5 separate regions of the Mus musculus genome follow, and all the other regions are linked to region 1. The links are chromatin contacts, called in public HiCAR-type, Micro-C and promoter capture Hi-C maps. All regions are on one chromosome and are shown on one strand. The core of a region is the stretch at or near the end of the contact, and the rest is flanking DNA. Distances in the headings are between cores, read along the strand shown. Region 1 holds the start of Kpna3 (karyopherin (importin) alpha 3). Region 2 holds the start of Dleu7 (deleted in lymphocytic leukemia, 7). Region 3 overlaps Mipep (mitochondrial intermediate peptidase). Region 4 holds the start of Mipep (mitochondrial intermediate peptidase). Region 5 overlaps Gm46457 (a long non-coding RNA gene).

Evidence for each region. Promoter capture Hi-C pulls out the DNA fragments that hold promoters and counts their contacts. Hi-C and Micro-C count contacts between places; a contact is called where the count stands out from the background. HiCAR-type assays count read pairs that join an accessible place to other places.
Region 2: a contact with region 1 is called in a promoter capture Hi-C map of hippocampal neurons, with 6 times the contacts expected there. The contact joins the promoter of Dleu7 here to the promoter of Kpna3 in region 1. A contact is called at or near these places in 3 of 39 promoter capture datasets (cranial neural crest, hippocampal neurons and maxillary cranial neural crest), 1 of 115 datasets of contacts at active chromatin or transcription factors (astrocytes) and 1 of 9 other capture datasets (liver).
Region 3: a contact with region 1 is called in a Micro-C map of palatal mesenchyme, with 2.3 times the contacts expected there. The contact joins the enhancer-like site here to the promoter of Kpna3 in region 1. A contact is called at or near these places in 4 of 39 promoter capture datasets (the 3T3-L1 cell line, 3T3-L1-derived adipocytes and cranial neural crest), 2 of 484 Hi-C or Micro-C datasets (3T3-L1-derived adipocytes and palatal mesenchyme) and 1 of 115 datasets of contacts at active chromatin or transcription factors (astrocytes).
Region 4: a promoter capture Hi-C map of liver shows a contact between it and region 1, with 4 times the contacts expected there. The contact joins the promoter of Mipep here to the promoter of Kpna3 in region 1. A contact is called at or near these places in 12 of 39 promoter capture datasets (the 3T3-L1 cell line, 3T3-L1-derived adipocytes, the SN4741 cell line and 7 more), 1 of 484 Hi-C or Micro-C datasets (3T3-L1-derived adipocytes) and 3 of 115 datasets of contacts at active chromatin or transcription factors (astrocytes, bone marrow-derived macrophages and memory CD8 T cells).
Region 5: a HiCAR-type map of astrocytes shows a contact between it and region 1, with 2.8 times the contacts expected there. The contact joins the enhancer-like site here to the promoter of Kpna3 in region 1. A contact is called at or near these places in 5 of 39 promoter capture datasets (cranial neural crest, embryonic stem cells, hippocampal neurons and 2 more) and 1 of 115 datasets of contacts at active chromatin or transcription factors (astrocytes).

What each region holds. Positions count from the first base shown.
Region 1 is chr14:61,438,553-61,441,252 of GRCm38.p6, forward strand. It overlaps Kpna3 (karyopherin (importin) alpha 3), which reads right to left and starts at 1,395. Exons shown (of 17, transcript NM_008466.5): 1 at 1,171-1,395. The coding sequence starts at 1,239.
Region 2 is chr14:62,291,555-62,294,254 of GRCm38.p6, forward strand. Dleu7 (deleted in lymphocytic leukemia, 7) reads right to left here and starts at 1,425. Exons shown (of 2, transcript NM_173419.2): 1 at 974-1,425. The coding sequence starts at 1,396.
Region 3 is chr14:60,805,741-60,808,440 of GRCm38.p6, forward strand. All of the region lies in intron 7 of Mipep (mitochondrial intermediate peptidase), which reads left to right. Among named protein-coding and RNA genes, the nearest start is that of Mipep, 23 kb to the left of the region's middle. Within about 2 kb of position 1,316, at least 29 of the 459 cell types and tissues checked have an H3K27ac peak or open chromatin away from gene starts, as enhancers often do. A contact at or near this core is called in palatal mesenchyme, where this site is marked.
Region 4 is chr14:60,783,270-60,785,969 of GRCm38.p6, forward strand. Mipep (mitochondrial intermediate peptidase) reads left to right here and starts at 1,297. Exons shown (of 19, transcript NM_027436.3): 1 at 1,297-1,601. The coding sequence starts at 1,419. It overlaps Mipepos (a long non-coding RNA gene), which reads right to left and starts at 1,280. Exons shown (of 3, transcript XR_001781278.2): 1 at 1,204-1,280; 2 at 745-1,092.
Region 5 is chr14:62,388,278-62,390,977 of GRCm38.p6, forward strand. The region is part of intron 2 of Gm46457 (a long non-coding RNA gene); the gene reads left to right. It also overlaps a transcript of Gucy1b2 not described here. Among named protein-coding and RNA genes, the nearest start is that of Gm46457, 10 kb to the left of the region's middle. Within about 2 kb of position 1,359, at least 91 of the 459 cell types and tissues checked have an H3K27ac peak or open chromatin away from gene starts, as enhancers often do. A contact at or near this core is called in astrocytes and hippocampal neurons, where this site is marked.

The DNA of each region.
Region 1 (2,700 bases), core at 145-2,644:
AGCCAAACCAAACCCTGTATTTACTAACTAGCCTCTTACCAAAAACTATTGGACTATACAAATCATATTCCCTACTATTAGAATAGAGAAAAGGGGATGGGCTTAAAACTATTTCCCCCATCAAATCCAGAGGTTGGGTCCCAGTGAAGTTTGTGCTATTACACTTCATTGGTTTTAGTAGGAGCAGTGAGACCTCTAGCGCTACCTCAATAAGCAGAGTTTGCAAATAGTAGCTGCTAATGTCACCTTAATGAGACAATGGCAACATGCTGAGTAGCAGCAAACTGAGTGACCACAATGAATGTTTACAGTTTTGCAACCACTTGGAAAATCTACTAGCTTGGTGGCATGTGGTATATACAAGGACGTAGGAATCTTATGTATCCAATTTATTTCTGCAAAACAGGTGAAAGAAATTATTTTCCTATTATTCACACTTCGACTCCAAGACGAGCTTTAAAAAAACAAAAAACAAAACACAACAAACAAACAAAAAAAAAAACCCAAGATCAGAGGTCTGCACAACCTCCTTCCCAAAGCTTCAACACAATAGATGGTAAACTATTGTCCACCTTTAGCTCGCTCTAAATGCCAGCAGTCACAGGGGTATGAGCTGCAACAGCTCGGGAAGACTGGTCCAAAGGACCGCACTGGAATATAAGAAAATGGTCTTGGCGCATCCTACCCTCCCCCATCCACCACCCTCAAACAAGTCAGTTACCCGGCTGGTCCCCACCCCCCTCTGAGGGCTGCCACCGCCCGCCTGGGCCCGGCTCGCACAAGGTAAGCGCGGGGACCGAGGCTCCATGTGCGGCAGCGCGGGAGGCTGCACCGGCTGCGGACACGAGCGGCGGCGCGGCCCGGCCCCGGCGGTGCGGGTGGCACGCGGGCCGGCAGCATCCCGGTCCGTCCTCCCGCGCGGCCCGCGGACCCCGCCTCGGCTCCACATCCCTTCCCCTCCGACGCCAGGCCGCGCCCGCGCAGCGGGGCCGAGCGCTCAGTGGTCCCAGGTGCCGCGCTAGTCGCTCAGAGGGCGGCTGCTGCCCGGGCCGCGGCGCCCCGAGGCGGCGGCCAACTCCGACTGACCGCCAGCCGGCGAGAGCCAGCGGCCGCGGCCCCCGCCCCTCCCCTCCCAGCCGCCCGGCCCGGCCGGCCCCGGAGCACACTCGCCTCCACATCGCGGCCCTTGTTCTTGAAGCTCTTGATGCGGTGGTTCTCCAAGCCGGGGTTCTCGGCCATGGCTGCGCGCGGCTCCGGAGGCGTCTGCTCCTGCGGCGGCGGCGGCGAGTCGAGCGGGAGGGGACGAAGGGGGAGGAGCGCGCGCTCCGTGACGCCTGGAGCGCGAGGTGGCCGCGGCGCGGGGGCGGCGCTGAGGAGAGGCGCGCGCCGGAGAAGGCCAGGGCGCTGGCCTGCCGGCTGTCGCGGTGACCCTGCCCTCACCCCTTCGTAGGGCCTCCCCACAGCCGCTAGTCATGTGCTAGAAATGGAGCCCGACCTAGTCGCTTTTACCGCCACCGCTGAAGCGGGGCGGAGGGCGGAAACTACAGTTCCCAGCATGCCAGGCGCGGGTCTGAGCCACGCCGTGAGAGGACGAGAAGCATGCCGGGAGGGCTGTGCGCGCGCTTTCGGCTCGGCGCTCTCTGAGCGCGGGCTCGAAGCCCCACCTCTGGGCGGGGTGGTGGGCGGGGAAACTCTGGAGATGGCACCTTGCGGCCTATCGGGAGAGAGAGGCGGAGCTTCGGGGGCGCACCTTGCTCCCTACAGCTTGGAAAATTAGAAAAAGAACGGCCACGCGTGCTTTGCGCTTTTGGCTTCTTTAGGGTCTCCTCAAATAGCAGCCACCCTCAAACCCTGTTCTTTTGCTCTGCTTCGGTTTTATAAATAGCACGCTTGTTTCCACTCCACAAATACATGTGAGTGTGATGTGTGTGTTTATGCTTGCTTCTTGCACCTCTATTAAACTCAATGAGAACAGAGACATTGTTGGTCTCAAAAATCTGTCAGATCAAAACAGTAACTAGTAAATTCTCATTAAAAAAGAAAATGTGTTCTAGTATCCCCTGATTTCTCCAAGCATCCTTGTGCAGCCTTCACTTTGGCAGCCCTACCTTTCTATGACCCCATGCCTTAGTCCACCTTAACACACAATGTAACCTTCAGGCAGTTAATCAGACCCTAGGGCTGCAGACTCCAGACTGCCATCTCCCTTTAGCTTCTCATTGGAACAATAACAGGTTTTGGTTGATTTGGGTTGGTTGGTTGTTTTGTTTTTTGTTTTGCTTTTGTTTTTACAGCAGGTGGACTTTATTTGATTATTATCTGAGACTATTACATTTCAGAATTGTCTTAATTAGGGTTTCTATTGCTGTAAAGAGACACCATGATCATGGCAACTCTTATAAAGGAAAACATTTCATTGGAGCTGGTTTACAGTTCAGAGGTTCAGTCTATTATCATCATGGCAGGAAGCTTGGAGGTATGCAGGCAGACAGTGCTAGAGAAGGAGCTGCGAGTTCTACATCTTGGTCCGCAGGCAGCAGAAAGGGACTGTGCCCCAGGAGGGACCTAGCTTGAGCATAGGAGACCCAATGCCCACCCCATAGTGTCATATTTCCTCCTAATACTGCCACTCCCTATGGGCCAAGCAATCAAACACATGAGGCTAGGAGGCCATTCCTATTCAAACCACCACAAGAATCT
Region 2 (2,700 bases), core at 175-2,674, 850 kb after region 1:
TTGTTCAGCTAGCTTTCTTATACAGCCCAGGACCAGCTGCCCAGGAGTGGCACTGCCCAGTGGTTTGCAGGGTCCCTCCTCTATTCTCTCATATCAATCATTAATCAAGAAAATGCCCCACAGACTGGTCTACAGGCAATCTGATGCCAGCATTTTTTTAAAAATTAAAGTTTTCTCTTCTTTGATGACTCTAGCTGTATCAAGTCAATAAAATCTAACTAGCACAGTCAATTATTACATTAGTTAATGGCAAGGTCAAGACTGGACCCCAAAACCCTAGCCTCCTAACCTACCTCAGGTCTCTTCCCAGTTCTGCCGCATACATACAAGCTGGCTGGTCCAGCAGGAGTCTGGTACTATTAGCAAGGTTGTCAACATCTGGGACCACCTGCCCCCAGCCCACTTTATGAGGATTTGAGTTGATTCTGTTGGGTCTCTGTGCTCTGTGGAGAACTGGAGTCATGCAAAAGAATTGTGATTCACAGGTGTGAAGCAACTTTAAAAGTACACGATGTTGTCATAATACATGAAGCCGGGGACTTGGGATGTATTCAACGCTTTAAAGGAAGACCGTAAGGTTGGAGGAGAAGCTGATTTCCACAGGTAGAAAAATGACTCCTGTGACAGGTGGGTCTTGACAAGGTTTTCCCCTCCACACCACACTTGATGCACAGACTTCTGCCCCTCCCCCCGAGCCCCCCTCCTCCCCCCCGCGCGCACTCACACACACACACACACACACACACACACACACACACACACAGAGGTCCAGGTCTAGTTCCACGGTTTGGCAGACCCCAGGTAATTAGTTCTCAAGTTCTCTGTCCCACATGCTCAGTCCTCAGTGCGCTTCTTCCTTTGCCCCATCCACTTCTCCGCTCACAGCAGGTTGACCACACCCTGCTTGGACTCCAGTGGCCCAATTCACTTCATCCAGGCACTGCAACCCAGAGAGGAAGGCAGGGAGACTCACCTTCAGGTGGACAGGGAAGGGCCGCTCCTGCTGGAGAGGCCCAAGCAGAGTCTGCTCTACGCTGACCAGCTCCGAGGTCGAGTCCACCACCCGAGCCAGAGCGCTGCGCATCGCCATCCGCGCCAAGGTACAGGGCCCGCGGTCCCGGGGGAAAGGCAGCAGCTCGGCGCCCCCCTCTGCGCCCCGCAGCCCGCCTGCCTCGGGGGATCCCCGCGCTCCGATGCTCCCGCGTCCCAGCCCCCTCCGGGTCCGCAGCTGGCCTGGGCGACGAGCCTGGGCGATGGGCACGTGGTCCGGGCCGCGCGGGCTCCCTGGGGCGCTAGGACCGTCGCCCCAGCCCCACTCCTGCTGTAGTAGCTGCAGGGTCTGCAGAGCCACCATTTGGTGGCTGATGGAAGCCACTAAGGGCGCAGGGCTGGCCATAGCCGGCTAGCAGCTGGGCGCTGACGAGCAGGTGGAGCGCAGGCAAAGGAGCCTGGCGGCGTTCGGGGTCGCGGGGTCACATTTTTTCTAACTCTATGCTTTTCCCTCAGCGTGTGTGGCCCGCCCCGCCCCCGGCCCGCAGGTGGTGACCCGCACTTGCCCCTGCATTCACTGCCAGGCAGAATGGGCTCAAAATGACCCAAAGCTGCCTGGAGCCTGCTCGGTGAGCGCTTGAACCTGAGCCAGATGCTGAGCTCTGGTTCTTCCGCCTCTCAGGGCTTTGGTGGGGAAACGCTGCTTTGTGCGGATGTATCTATCCCCAGATACCCCGCCCCCTTCCTCCATGAAGGATGCCAGCAAAGAACGGCTTAAGGCAGTGAAGGCCCATGGGTCTGTAGTGTTAAAACCTCAGCAAGTCATTAAGCATGCCCAGAGCTCCAACCAATCTCACAAAGGACAGTGGTGGGCTCTTCTCATTTCCCTGAGAGCATTTTCAGAAACACCTTGAAATAGCTTTCAAGGCCTTGCAAATCCCCAAACAAAATATATGGACTACCAAAGTATCTCCAAAGTTCAGCCCTGGTTGCTTAGTTCCCTACGGGTACTGATATCCCAGATGCAGAAATGACATCAAGGTTGAGTTGTCATGAAACCCAAGCCTGGCACTGCTCAGATGAGGAGCTTGACCGTTTTGTGTGGAAGGCCTCTGGTAGCAAGGTCCAAAGTCAATCCTTTGATGGAGCAGGAACCTCAGGAGAGCTGCACAAATACCTATTTTTAATTACATCAAACATGGCTGTCTCCTTTAAGTAGAGGGAAAGAATGGATGATTTTAATCTTTCTAAAGGGCAGCTATCGGTGGGTTTTGTTTTGTTTGGTAGGTTTTGTGTTGTTTGCTTGCTTGCTTTTGAAGGCATTTGAAGGGAATAGTGAGGAGAGCTATCACAGACAGTATCTTTTTCTGCTTACTTTTTGCAAGGAAAACTTGGAGAATCCAGTGATGCAGCACAGCAGAGACAAGGGCACAGCGCCAGGAGAGAGGACTCATGGGGAAACTAGAGGGGCAGGCAGATGGAGGGTGTGTCTTGTGGGGTCAGTTCTGGAAGCTCTCTGGATGGAAATGCCACTGGGGTGGTCTTGTCAGTACAGAAAGGTGATCAGTAAGGGCTATGGGGGCCCTTGTTGACTAGGGGAGTTGACCCTGAGTAATCCTCCCGACTCCCCAGCAGTGGTTCTTAGGATTCTCAGTGTTTTCTTCCCCTCTGAAAACCAATCTGAATCAATAAAGAAGTTTTCGTAAGCAA
Region 3 (2,700 bases), core at 66-2,565, 630 kb before region 1:
ATTTACTCAAAGGCATGGGACTGCATGAGGTCACTAAGGGGTATGTGCAGGAGGAACAGAAGGAACTGGCTCGGGGCAGCTTTGAGGTCAGGCTGCAAGGAAGAACCAGGAGTGCTCTGAGGAGTGGTAGAACAGTGGCTAAGAAAAGGAAGTGGAGTTTGTTCTTCTAAGGAGAGCAGAGGGACACCCTGACTTGAATCCAGTGGCAGGGCAGTGAGGAGAGGACTGGGGACTGGCCGTTGGCCCTGCTGGGCTTATTAGAGTTCATGGGACTCACAGCAGCTAAAATCAGAACCTATCTGTGGCAAGCAGGTGCCTGCCTGCCAAGTGGTTGGTATGGTGACATTTTGGGAGAAACTGCTGTACACAGTCACAGGAGATGTGACCTGTGTCCTTGAGGATTAAAGTTTACAGCCAAATGATTAGTAGAGACAACAGTATTAATTTAGCAGGTGGCTGTTTGTCAACTGATTAGATGGCTTGTGAGTTTCAGGACAGTGATGACATTGAAGAAATGGTGGGCTTTCACAGAGCAGGGCAGGAGAGGGACTGCGCTTACAGTGGCCATCCAATTGGTGGTGAGTCAGAGACAGCCACGTAGTGAGCGGGCATCGGGTTTATTTTTAGGGAGTCTCACATTCAATGGTGTATATTTGTGAACACACACACACACACACACACATACACACACACACACATGTATGTGGAGGCCTGAGGTAGATGCTTGGTGTTTTCCTCAGTTGTTCTCCACTTTATTTTTTGAGACGTGGTCTTTTCCTTGAACCTAGACCCAGTTGGGCTGGACTGTCGGGCCTGCAATCCCCAAGGAACCTCATGCCTTCAATTCCCAGTGCTGGGGTTGTAGGCGAGTGCTGCTGCATCTCTCTCTCTCTCTCTCTCTCTCTCTCTCTCTCTCTCTCTCTCTCTTTCTCTCTCTCTCTCTCTCTGTGTGTGTGTGTGTGTGTGTGTGTGTGTGTGTGTGTTTCCTGTGTGATGTGGAGGCTGGGACTCAGGTCCTCATACCCACATGGCAAGCACTTTACTAACTATGTCATCTCCTCCATCAGTCTTTTTAATATACTGTTTCCAGACTCTTCACATATCACCAGGAAAAAATATGGGTGACTGAGTAAAACATGACGGTGTGGAAATCAAACGCATATGGGGAAGTTTATTTGGAACTGTTGTCTGTGGTAGCTGAGATGTGGGAGAGCTTTGAGCTTCGGATGCAGGCTCTTGTCTCCTTTTCAGAGTCTGACGCGGTTAACTTGGCACCCGGGAGAGTGAGTGTGAGACCGTGAAGATGACAGGGCAGGGAGCTGGTTGCGGTGTAGGTCAGCCCCACTCTCTGTGTAGCCTCTCGTTTGAGTCAGAAAGGAGATAGCTTAAAGAGAGGGCAGGAAATTAAACCCGTAGAGAGGATCATCTGGAAAATATAAAGGCTGTGTTTGTGGCTGACTGGAACACACATAAAAGCATTGCTCGGGCTCTGAGGGCAGAAGGCAGCATGGGTTACTTCCATGGGAACCGAGGGGCTCTGCTGTTTGACCTCATGGGTCCCCACTGCTGCTGACTGTGGTGGAAGAACTGCAATGAGCACTGGAGGCCGATCGGAAGACCTTGTTTAGTTATGCTTGATGTAGATCCTGGGTAGGTTATTTACAGCTGTCTGTAAATGAAGAGCAGTGACCCAGGGAAACTTGGCTTTTTGGAGAACCATTTTTCTAAACCTTGCTGATATCATTTATGTCTTTATCGGTGTATATTATTTAAGGTGATAGTTTCAGAGGCTTGTTTTGTTTAAATGTCATGAACTTTGACCCTCTTCATTTCCTGTTACCCTCTCCTGTGCCCCTCCCCCTTACTGTGAGCTCCCTAACTCTTTTCAGATAATCCTCCTTTCTGTGTTCATGTATGTCTACAGTTACTTTGCTTAATAACACGATTTGAGGACATTCTTGGGGCTGGGGGTACCTAGGAGAAGTCAGAGTGGGGAGTGGAGTTGGCTCTGATCAAAATACATTGTTTATATGTGTTAAATTCTCAAAGAAGAAGTTAAAATTTTAAATGACTTATCTCCAGTTCCATCCAGTTTCCTGAAGATGACATAAGTTAATTCTTTATGCCTGAGTTTTCTCTGTCTGTCTGTCTGTCTGTCTGTATTTCTTTCTCTCTTATTTCTTTATTATTTCATCTATTGATTGGCATCTAGACGGTTCCTGTAATTTGGCTATAATTGCTGTGGAACGCTCACTGACTATGCTGGATAGCACACAAGACAGGTGTGCTGGGCCTACTGGTGGTTCTCTTAGGTTTTGAGGTCCCTCCACTGCTGATGTCTAGAGTCACACCAGTTTACAGCACCAGCAGTGGTAAGGACTCCTCCCTGCCCATTCAGATAGTATGCAAAAGAGTGTTTATTCTGTAGAAGCAACCAGCATACGGAGGTCAACCATTCTTTGAAATGGCGACTCCAGATAAAGGCACATAGGCCTTCTTAGAGGGAACTGGGGAAACTCTCTAGAAGGATTTCATTAGTGAGTGCTCGGGGGGCAGGGGGGGTCACAGGTACTCAGTGGAGTGGACTACATTCCTGTGTCATGGATGTTAAATCATGTGTGGTCGGTGGTCTGTATTTCTATGTCACAAATGTTCAACCATGTGATAACATAGGGCTGCCCAGCACAGATGGCCCATTCT
Region 4 (2,700 bases), core at 47-2,546, 660 kb before region 1:
GTCACCTTCTGCAGGAGAGATGACTGCACCTTCAAAAGAAAGCTCTGCTTCCGGCAGGACCCTACACCCTGAACCACGGTGGTGTGGCTGTCCTTCCTCTGGAGAAGGCTAGGGGTGTAGAAAGACTTCCCCAAGCTTTCCCAAGTCTGCACTGTCATTTCTACTTTCCCGGGCACTCGACCACAATTTCCCAATGCCCTCCCTCCCAGCCTCTGCCTTCCTTTCATTTTCGCAGTAGGACATTTCACATTAGTCCTGTCTGTACTGATTTAGATTTTAGACTATCGTGATGAGACACTGGGAGTTAGATCGACTCCCTGGTGGGCAGGCAGAGAGAAAGGGGGGGGGGGACCATGGCTAGGTGATGATGGTGGTGAATCTCCAAGATGCCCAGCTTCTTCCTCAACCTACCGTTTTCCTCTCCCACCACCAGACCCCATTGCTGATGGACCTGCTCAATGAAGTCAAGACTGGGTCAGGACATGTCACACAACAGTTCTGGGCCAACCAACCACCCTAGATTTCTTCAAACTCTCCAGCCCTAAATTAGGAGCAGAAGGCTCTGCAGAGGCTTAAAATAATAATAATAATAATAATAATAATAATAATAATAATAAACCCAGCCCCTGAGAGGAGTCTCTCTCTCTCTCTCTCCCTCTTTTTCTCTCTCTCCAGCTTTCTGAGTCCCCTTTGCAGAGAGTCTTTTTCTGTGTGCCTGTTGCAGGAAACACACACCTCACTCACCTTCCTTCTACTCCTAATTCTGTCCACGATGCTTAAGATTTCTCTGCTGCTCCATGCTGGTCTTCAGATTTTTCCTGCCTTTTAATTCTTCGGCTGGCAGAAACAACAAACCTGACCAAGACTCCTAGACTATATCATTCCAAAACCCTTAGACCGTATCAATAGTTTCCAAAGTCAAAATAGATGATAATTCTCCAATAGTTAATTCACATGGCTATACACAACCATAGCTGGTGGGCATGCAGACATGGAAGTGACTTCAACAACTTTTGGAGAAGACAGGTGCCTTGGATTTCGACTGCTTGTGGTTTCTTCTGGATCCTTTCACGCGCCGCCATTGAGTCTCCTCTGAGAATCAAGAAAGCATCAAGAAAGCATCTTGAGTTCTCACATTCATTCCTGGCACCTGTAAAAAGTTCCAATGCCTGACCCGACTTCCTTCTCCCTGTGCCCTAGTACCACTGTCAAACTCAAATCCAGGACGTTTCTTCCTCCAGACACACGAGGGCGCTACGAAACTGGAGCTGCTCAGAAGGCGTGGAGGGCGACGCTCTTCCTAACGATTGTTAGCGTGCTCAAGTCCGGGTCTGCCCTGCGAGTTCCGCGGCGTGGGCTGCTGCCTTGGAAACGCGGGGCGCGCGCTTCCCGAGCCTGGCAGAGCCGGGGTCCGGAGGATGCTGCTGGCGGCCGGGGCACGGTACGCCCGCCGGCTGTGCGGCCGGGGAGCCGCGGCGGCTCTGCAGGGACGCACAGGCCGGAGCTGCGCCCGGGACGTCAGTACTAGCTGGTCCCCGGTGGGCGCCGCCTTCAACGTCAAGCCCCAGAGCCACCTATGGAACCTGTTGGGGGAGCGCCGGGTGAGCGTGCCGTGGGTCTGGGCAGCGCGGGCTCCGCGTCTGGCTGAAAAGGGACTGTGCCGGGATAAGCGCACCCCGGAGCGGCTGACCCAGCGGCAACTCAGCCTTTCCTCTACTCAAGCTCCATTCTTTTCCTTCTGGCTTCAGAGTTCACATTTGCCCTTGGCTTTGTAACGACACTCTTGCTTTGAAAACTCCATCACACCTTAATTGTCCACTTCAGGCTGCTCTGAAACAACCTGTTAAACTAGGCATAGTGGCTCTTGTAAGACAGTCTTGATAGGTAGAGGCAAGAGGGTACAAAAGACAGTCCTTTGGGCTCCGAACTGACTTTGAGACTAGCCTGAGTTGCTTAAGAACCGGCGGTAAAACAGAAAGCACCTACAGAACCCTACTGAGAAAAATCAGATTTCCTGTCGTGCTTTGTAGTTTATTGCATAGCCTACGAAGTCATCAGAATTGCTTGGCTATTTCTACTCTGCCCTTGGTGGTGTTGGACACTTGATAATGAATGAGGAAAAGGCAGGAAGACTGAGGAAAGATTTTTGTCCTAAAACAATGATTTTTCAACCCTTCTAATGCTGTGACTCTTTAATACAGTTCCTCCCGATGCGGTGACCTCAAACCATAAGATTATTTTGTTGCTATTTCACAACTAATTGTGCTACTGTTATGAATTATAAACATCTGATATATGAACCCCCAGGTGGGTTCTAAAAGTGTTTTTTTATTTTTTTATCTTTTCACTGTTGGGCAGCTTTCTAAAGACAAGTCTGGGATATAGCTTCATTGTACTTCATGGCATATCTCTGTGTTTAACTTTGTCTATTTGAAAGTTCTTTCTTATTATATAAATTTTCCTCCAAAACCCATAAAGGTCGATGATGCTGGTATTAGTGGAGTTGGTGTTGGAAGTGCCTTTTAGCAGAAAGATAAGCTTGGTTTTGGGTGGATGAAATAGAACTGATTTCACCTGTATTTTAAACCATTGTTTAGTGTGTGTGTGTGTGTGTGTGTGTGTGTGTGTGAATGCATGCAGGTCTGGAAGGCGCAGGCCAGAGGACAGCCTTTCCGGATCTGTAACCTTCAACCTTTTGGA
Region 5 (2,700 bases), core at 109-2,608, 950 kb after region 1:
GAATCATTTTTTCTGAGAGTTACAGAATCCCCTATATTTTTCTGTTCTAAACTGCCACAGCTGTGCATAATCTAAAACCACAGCTCAGGGATCTGGGGGAGACTCCAGGGTCTGCTGGAGTCAAAGGGTCAAAAAACCTCTAAGTATTTGCTCCACAGCCAACAGGAGCCCTGACTAGACCTGGGGACACCGTAGCCTGTGGTAAACTATAAATGTATGCTGGAACACTTAAAGCTGGGACTTCATGTTTCAGTCTCTTTTAATAGCTGGACGTCTCCAGTGAAAAATCACACTGTAACTTTTCTTTAGGTCTCTCCTGTTCTGTTCTTGACAGCACATATCTGACTGGAGCTGCTGTGTCAGGAGTACAGTCTCTGCTTCCAACACAGAGACGGCTCTAGCCAATGGCTGAGAGCTAAGATCAGAGTTGGGGTAGGGTGGGTCTGAAGGCCAAGTCCTAGGTCTGTACCTCAGTTTCCTGTCTGCGCAGTGTGGCTAAAAACCATACCTGTGTAATGCTCAAAGGACTTCAGCTGGGTACCACAATGGTCCTGCTATATATGTGAACCCAAGTTCCTGGGTAGATGCTGATGGCTTAGATAGGCCACTAAGATCTAAGAGAGTGCCATCATTAGACCCCACTGAATGCAGACATGGAACTGCTGTCATTTCCTCCTCACCTCACATCAAGTTGAACCCCTGAGGGGAAAGAATTCAGAATCCTCTGAAAATTTTCGGACTGCACCATGCAGAAACTCAGAGCAGTTTCTCTTTGGGAGACAGAGTCTCTCAAGCCACCTTTAAAGAATGATTCAGCCAGTTGGTTGACATATCATTATCACATTTTGAAGTTAACACAGCCCCAGAGTCTATGAATGCTCACCCCACAGTTAATTATTCTTGAGTTTTTCTGTGCTCTCAAAACATATTCTACTTATGTAATGATCCCTCGGGGGAGCACCAGGTGCCTTTGTCCCACAGACAGGGCCAGCTGTGTAAAACCTCTGCATCTGTCAGGTTTCTCTATGTGGCACATAATTGCCTGATTTCCATCTGAAAGTGCAGCACTGACATTAAAGCCACATAGAACCCACCATTGATAACAATGGCTTCCCGACACCTAGAAGAAGCATGGGGGGTGGGGGGGCAAATAAACATGCTCCCCAAATGAGCGCTTGCCTTCACAGGGGCTGGGTCTGAATGTACAGCTGCAGATGAAGAGAACAAACCAAGAGGAATAAAGGAAATGAAAGCTACAGATTAGCATTCGGCTGTCTCAGCCAGATGGTCTTCTGGGGAGAGCGGTCCTCCGCTTGCTTTCTTCAGTCTCCAGGCTAGCACACAGCACCCACTCTCTGCAGGGGCAGCAGTGATCTCACCCCTCAGCCAGGCAACCCAGTGAATCACTCACTCTTTCTTTCTCACACAACTGTGAGCCAATGAAAACTTGAAAGTGAAAGAAAGACTAAGAAGGGATTGGGGGGTGGGGGGGCGGGGAAGCCAGGCATCTGTGATGAATGAAAAAGTCTTAGCCTAGGAGAGGGCTAAGATACCAAGACTGAGGGAAGTGTCGGGAAGCATCAGCTAAGGAAGAAGAGAGCCACTGAAAGAGAAAGCTGTAGACACCCCTCCTCCTCAGCGCCCAGAAGCATTGCCTCCAGCATCCAGGATTGCCATGGTATTCAGGACCTTGGGGTCCTGGCTTTTACAAGCTTGGGCTTGAGGTCTGTGCTCCCAAGGTAAAGAAAGCAGTGGCCTCTTCTCAACTTATTTAGAAACTGTCGCCTCCCTCCATGGCTAGACGCCAATGAGTCTGCCAGTCATTGGTCTGAGGACCAGCCATCTGCCACCATCTGGATAGACCGTGCCTGGGCCAGGTGCCCTGAAATGGAAGAAGCTAGGTGGGGCAGAGGCAAGGGAGGGGGAGGGGCAGGAGCAAGGCAGGGTTATGGGGTAAACTGAGCCTGCAAAGCTGTAGTTGTAGAGGGCAGTTCCCTGGAATGCTCTACTCTGAAAAGGGCTCTACCGACAGTCACCACCAAGCCAAGTGTTCACTGCTCATGAGCAAGCCTCGTATTTGAGTGGCAGCCCAGGTCTGCTGCTGGCCATGAGACAGACCACCAGATGGTGTGTGCCAGGGCATAGATGTTCTATGAGCTAATCGATCCAGTAGGAGTTAATACATCTAACTTGGGTCCAAGGGCCTCAATTCACAGAAGATTCCAGAACAAGTGAAGGTGCATTTTGAGGTTTTAGAGGCCCTGTGAGCAAGCACTTTAGCAGCTCGCCAAACTTCCCAAGTGTGGTGGTTTGGATGAGAATGGTCAACCTTCCCCACTGTGATGGACTCTGAGCTCTCTGGAACTGTAAGCACAAATAAAACCTTCCTTCTATGAGTTGCCTCATAGAAGTAACAGAAGTAGCATAAGTAACATAGCAATAGAAAAGTAACAAACACTTCCGAATACCAGGAGATTGTCTGTAGCAGTGTTTAATAGAATAAATGTCAGCTGCAGGGTGGTACCTATCACAGGATTGTCTTTCTTTTACAGCTGGAAATGATTATTTAAATCAAAATAAATGTGGAACAAAAATTGTCCTTGTTTTTGGCCTGGACTATGGTACCTGTCGCACAATTCTGACAGTTCTAAATATAATGTTCAATGAAGTAGCATATTGTACTGTGACCCCAGCCAAACA